Linked DNA regions of Danio rerio: region 2 is linked to region 1. The links are chromatin contacts, called in public Micro-C maps. All regions are on one chromosome and are shown on one strand. Each heading gives the region's core, a stretch centred on a gene start, on an enhancer-like site or on the middle of the called end of the contact. The rest is flanking DNA. Distances are from core to core; before and after follow the strand shown. Region 1 holds the start of inka2 (inka box actin regulator 2). Region 2 holds the start of cebpb (CCAAT enhancer binding protein beta).

What was found. Hi-C and Micro-C count contacts between places; a contact is called where the count stands out from the background.
Region 2: a Micro-C map of caudal fin shows a contact between it and region 1, with 6 times the contacts expected there. The contact joins the promoter of cebpb here to the promoter of inka2 in region 1. A contact is called at or near these places in 4 of 18 Hi-C or Micro-C datasets (caudal fin, embryo, hematopoietic stem cells and 1 more).

The regions. Positions count from the first base shown.
Region 1 is chr8:30,196,473-30,199,806 of GRCz12tu, reverse strand. It overlaps inka2 (inka box actin regulator 2), which reads right to left and starts at 1,859. Exons shown (of 3, transcript XM_073910455.1): 1 at 1,507-1,859. It overlaps ddx20 (DEAD (Asp-Glu-Ala-Asp) box polypeptide 20), which reads left to right and starts at 1,335. Exons shown (of 12, transcript NM_001123323.1): 1 at 1,335-1,698.
Region 2 is chr8:30,386,848-30,390,200 of GRCz12tu, reverse strand. It overlaps cebpb (CCAAT enhancer binding protein beta), which reads left to right and starts at 1,255. Exons shown (of 1, transcript NM_131884.2): 1 at 1,255-2,772. The coding sequence starts at 1,463. The coding sequence ends at 2,305. The region is part of intron 4 of LOC137496363 (a long non-coding RNA gene); the gene reads left to right.

The DNA.
Region 1 (3,334 bases), core at 610-3,109:
TTCCAGGTAATTTTTTTCAATTACTTTCCCTACCATGTGTGGAGTCATGTGACCCCACTCTGTTATGGCTGATTTATACTTCTGCATTGAATGCACAGGTATGGTGTAGGCTGGCGCAGCCTTCACTTGGTCACATACCCGCACATCTCTCAAAAATTTAACTACATGCTACATCTTTGCATTCCATTGATGATGATTGGAAGCTGTGCCAGACATGCCTTGAGACGGCATATTTTTATTACAATAAAATGACCATTTACATTAAAATATTTGTTTACAGAAGGTTCAAGAAATGCACTGTTTACAATATTATTTACAGGATATAAAATTAGATTTTATTTAAAAGTAAAACTGCTTACTCTCAACTTTTTTTTAGCCATTGTGTGATTTAATTTCTTTTGTTCAACGTTGATGTTCAATAAATTATCATATATAGTCAGTAATGTGTGTTTTCCTTCAATTATTTTAAAATCAAGTAATGCAGCCTTCATTCAGAAATCTCTTGTAATATGTGAGCATATTTACTGTACAAAACTTGTCAGTGAATTATGAAGGCAAAAAATAAAGTGAACAAATAAAACAATCTTTTAGTAATTGTAATTGAGTTAAATGTTCAATTGGGCCAAATCGCCCAGCCCTAATTCACAGTATTGTCTGGATTATGGAGTGTTAAAAAGGAAACCCAAATTTTACTCAGTGAAAGCCTTTTATTCAAAAAATGTAAGAAAGAATTGTGAGGCTTTATTTACCATTCAAATTATTGTGCTGCAAAAGTATGCTAATAAGCACATATTTGATCAAACTGAACAATTTAGAAAATTTGCAATACAAAAATAATACAATTCATTATGTAATTACGTTAACCAGCGGGGCAGAGTGTGGTGATAATGAAGTGTTTTTACCCTATAACGTTAAAAAATACCCCTAAAGCATTTATTAATCCTAGTTAACATTAAAATATCTAAATATTATTAAATAAAAGTAAATATACAAACAGACATCAACGCAGATTAATAAATACCTTTTGTATAAGTTAGCTTACTTAATACTACCTACCATGTGTTCCCAAAATAAATCAACATTACATTAAAATGATCGGTTGTTGTGAAATATTAGTCAAGCACGTTTTTCTGGTGGTTTTTATCTCATATAGTTTTTGCTGTGTGATGGTCGCACGCAGACACTCAGAACTCAAATTTTAAAACATTACAGAAGACATAGTGCCAGCCAATCAGCGGCTTCCTTTCAAACAGCCGCTTCCAATCAGGTTGCACCTTTCTCACGCTGCACGCACCGGCACGCAGCCAACAGCTGGATGAACGTCAACAACTCACCGCAAACAAAACAGATAAGTGAAGAAGAACCGAGCCGGTGAAACGCGCACTAATTTGTTCATAACGCGAAGATACAATAATTACATACACGTACATATCAAAGAATACTGTTAACACAGAACCACACCTGTGCTGTGAAAGTAAGTGCCGATTAAGATCAAGAAAATCTCACCAGTTCATTTCTTAGACGATGAAGGTTGCTCTTCATGTCATCGATATCCGTTTTCCCTTCCTCCATGTTTGCCGACATAACGTTACAGAATGAAATTATTTTAATGCTACAAGCAGGTTGATTGATTTAAATCTCCATCCAATTTGATGTCGCTGCCGCTAAGATCTTTGGTTTCCTTCGCTTTAGTTTCAGGTCAGTGATGAAGTATAACCAGCGTTATGTTAATATAATATTCCTTCTCTAGCCTCTGACACTCTTCACATTACATATTCAGGAGACATCCGTGCCCCCGAGCAGAAGGAGGCACTGATGTGGTGTAAAAGAGCTGATGATTTGAGGGAAAGTCCCTGAATGGGATTAACTAACGGTTGTCCGTCAACAAAACAACTCTTGCTTTCGCTCCAGTGGTCAGTTCAGGAAGAATAGAGGGTTCGTGCATAACAATAGAGGGACAATCGTACAACTTTAACTGTGCTTTGATTGGATTTTAGACGGGGGGAAGAGCCTTAGTCCGTGTTAGGAAACTGTGATTTTGTTAAATATACATGTATATATATATATATATATATATATATATATATATATATATATATATATATATATATATATATATATATATATACCATACATTTACATATGTTTAAGATTAATTCATTAATTAATTATTTTAGAGATGGATTCTTTTTATAAAATGTGTATTATTGACAAAAGATCCTATAGACAATTTCAATGAGGTCATGTTATTGGCCCTGTGGATCATGAGCATTTCCTGCTTGTTATCGAACTAATTCAGAACTGTAACAAGAAGCAATTCAATCATAGCTTAATGTTAAAACAGCTATCATAACTTTATCAATATGTAACTTGTTTAGAATTCTTGGAAGCTGCATAAATAAAAAATGGTTGGACCATTGGACCAAATAAAAATGGTTGGGACCATTGTTTTTGATTACATCCCTTAATATGGTATTGAAACAGCTTATTCAAGGAATTACTCAGTTTAAATGAATTTTTTTTGGTATTCTGTTACAACATTGTTATTGCCATATGCATTCTTTACAAAAGATAGCCTTTGTAAACCTATTAGGTTTCCTGTATATAGGTTTCCTGTTAAGTTGTTTTCATATTTTTCAATATTATAATGTATTAATTTAGAAGAAGACACCCACTAAAATGTGTTATTTACCAAAAAAATGTTTGTCAGGTCAATTTAAAACAAAAATCATGTTGCATGAAACATATTAAAAGACTATTTCAGAATCACACAGTGCAGCCCCAAATAGTTTTGTTAGATGTCATATTAAATCTTTGTTTCAGTTACATCTGTGTTTTACCAATTCAGTAATTAATAAAGTAATTATATTACAATTTAGCACGGTCGCTTATTCATTTATATATTTAATTAAGAATACTACAGGTCACAATAATTACCGTTTTACAAATTCTATAAAGTTTTACAGTGCCCAGCATAATTGATTATTCCCCATCTTGAAACTGAATATTTTTCTCCATTTCTCAGTGAATATAAGTAATATATTTTGGTGCATTTGAACAAAACAGGTGTATTAAACAGAAATATTTAATAAAACTGTATTTTAGTCACCAAACATCTTTTGATATAGAAAGATAATACAATTACAGTTTTTCTCAGTGGCTTTGGCGCATTTCTCAAAACACTTTTTACATTTGCACAACAGTTAATGCGTTTCTCAAAACAATTAGTACAAACTGAAAAACCTGGTTGATAACCTGCAAAAGCGCGTCACATGCTCAAATAGATGTGTTTCAAATCATCAAATGGATAGCTCATTCCTCAAAAGCAAGTATT
Region 2 (3,353 bases), core at 6-2,505, 190 kb before region 1:
AGAGCTGAGACTAGACATTGATGATATGAAATCGACGAATAATGTGAATAAATTAATTAACTAGAAAGGATTTAACAGATCCTGGATTTAGATCATAATCCATGATGGCAACTTTATAAGTAGGCTAAATTAAAAACTAAATTTTGAAATTAAGTTATAAAACATACATTTATAGCTCTAACAACTGATTGCTCAATCTACTGTTATTTTCAATACCAACTTTGACCACTTCCTCGCTGCACATCCCCATAGAGAATTTTATATTTTATTTCCTTTCTTCTTAATTGTACTTGTTTTTAATCTTGCTGGCAAATCAAGGACTATCGTCATATTGACTGAATAATGTTGCTAAATGAGTTTACCTAATAACATTAATAACCAAAATGACTTTTGGTGTGTGGTCATCAATAAAAAAGCAATAGGACACTCAATGTTGTACTGCATTGTTAGTCATGGCTGGTAGATTGCAATGAGTGACTATATTTACCATACAGTATACAGCCAATTGTGCCTTTGTTGCTCAATTAGCTATTACACTACAGAAGACTTTATTTTGACTGATCAAATTGTCAGATATTTCTTAAATAATGACCAAAAATGCCCATAGCACATACAGTAGTGTTGTACACCAACCAGCTGATGTTTTTATCACTTTACTTATGGATGCTGTCTTTATAGTTCGGTGGGTATGTAAGAAAATAATAAGGATGCAACCTTGTAAAGAATCCTAATAATTACACAAAGAGGGAGATCTGTGTTGAACAGACTATTGCTATTGTTAAATGTTACAATATTGTTTCTTCATTTAATTAGACCCTGTTATTTCCACTTATATAGGCAATGTGTGTGTGTGTGTGTGTGTGTGTGTGTGTGTGTGTGTGTGTGTGTGTGTGTGTGTGTGTGTGTGTGTGTGTGTGTGTTTGTGTTTCACTTGTTCAAATAACAAACACTTTATATTTTTTATATTTTGTATTCTTAGACTAAGCTGTGTGTGAAATATAGGCTACTCAAAGTCTTGTGTGTACCTGCCATTAAATCTGATTCTGATTCTAATTATATAAAACCCCACGTTCAGCGCATTTGCATATGTTTATGTCGTGTATATTTTTTTCTTTTGTTATTCAGTGATTTGAGCACCCCGCTTTTAAGTTGTTAGTGTGCGGTCAAACCAGAAAAACGCGTCACATACCAAATCGAGAATCGCCGCCCACTCTCACACCCCTATAAACTCCTCAATCCGAGACATGAAAACTGACTCGAGCTCTCCAGCGAACGCTGGGCAGGCAACCTATCACCTACATACAACTAGACCAAAGTCATCTAGTTATTTCTGCCATCGAAGACTCTCGAATCCTCGCGTGAGTTTTATTTCTGCACTTGTAGTCGGTGAAACTTGCGAAGTTCTCAGGGGCGGCGAAACCCTGATCTCCGTCCTGCCGCAATCCGGCGGGTGTTAAGATCCATGGAAGTGGCCGGTTTTTACGAGGGGGACTACCTCGCTTTCCACAGCACTAACGCCAGCAGCAGTCCGGTCAGCGACGGTGTATGCAAGCAGCCAGTCAACGGCTCCATGACGAAGCTTCATGATATTTCTGAGCACGAGAAAGCCATAGACTTCAGCATCTATTTGGACTCTTTGCCCCAGTACCAGCATCTGGCCAGCCAAGACGAAAGCCACCGGCACCGCGCACTGGGAATCTACAGCGACTTTCTCTCTGAGGAGAACAAGAGCAAGAGAGCAGCGCTCCAGAACTACAAGAACTACATCTCGCTGACCGAGCGGGACCCGAACCAGCTGGCGTACCCGGAGCTGCAGGAGACGCGCATAGACGCCGTGTTCAGCCCGGACTTTATGGGCAGTTTTGCCAAAAGTAACGGGCGACACGAAGAGACGCCAATGGATGGTCCCGGTGGCTATGACATGCGCTCGTACCTGCCGTACCAGACTGCTCCGAGCGGCAGCCTGGGGAACATTTCGACCGCGTCTTCCTCCTGCTCGAGCCCGCCAGGTACACCTGCGCCGTCAGGTAAGGGAAGATCACCTCAAGCGGGCGGTAAAATGACCTCAAGCGGGAAAGGCAAGAAGCGGCTGGACAAGGACAGCGACGAGTACAGACAGCGACGCGAGAGGAACAATCTCGCCGTCCGCAAAAGCAGAGACAAAGCCAAAATGCGCAACCTGGAGACGCAGCACAAAGTGCTCGAGCTCGCGGCCGAGAACGACCGGTTACAGAAGCGCGTGGAGCAGCTGTCACGAGAACTGGCGACGCTGCGGAACCTGCTCTCCGCCACCGGCCAGTGCTGACGGGACTCCCGTGGTGCTTAATGACTCAGTGACTTTAAAGAGTGCAGAATTTACAACAAAAGTTTTCTGCCGTCGATTGGAAAAACGGGCGAGCGCTCGTTCGACGCGTTTACAGCCGAGAGAAAAACATGAAAGTGGACTGTGCGCCTGGATTGCGCAACATCCCCACCGTGTGCTCGGTACAGCTCTGGTAATCTGGAAACCCTGTCACGTATTTCGTCTGTAAAGTATTTTTGTACGGGTTCTAAAGTGAGATATCTACTGTTTAATATTCTGTTATTTAAATTCCTTTCGCCATATCTGGGGCAGTGGTTGTCATGGGAAGAGTTGTACTGCAGAGGTATGATGCAACTCATTGTAACAGTATTGGAAACGCAGTGAAGAAATCTTATAAAGATGATAAAGGTACAACTGGTCTGCTGTTATATACTATTTTATTGAATTAAATGATTTTTACTGTACTGGAATCATATGTGTCTAAGCATTTTATTACTGCTGTCAAAAACATATTAGCACACACCCACCCATTCACGCACGCACAGCTGCTGAGATTCAGTTTCCATTATGCAGTATGTAGCCTATTCTTGCTTTCACTTTAGTTTCAATGGTTTCTTATTAAACAGTGCCCAAATCTACCCATGCAGACACATTTATCATTCAGATGTGAAATCTCCTGTCAAATGTCTGGAATTTTGGAGATCTTTTGAAATCTGTGTTGGTGAGTCACCTCGGTACAGAGGTATGGTTATCTTAAATACACAGACAGGGTCCACAATCCAAAGAGTCCAGCGGTCTGTTAAAGACTGTGGTTCAAGGCTAGATAAGCAATGAACTTTCTAGCCCCTTAAAACACACAAACACATACAAACACACAATTTACTGAAAAAAAAACATGTCACAGTGTACCAATGTTACACTTGAGGATCTAATACAGGTTGTCATAAACGTGCAAGCACTGATAGGATCTGATTTGAGTGAAAATGAGGATTTAGATAAGAAAAATAATGAGTAATCAATTAAAAGGTGGATTTAATCAACATACAAACTC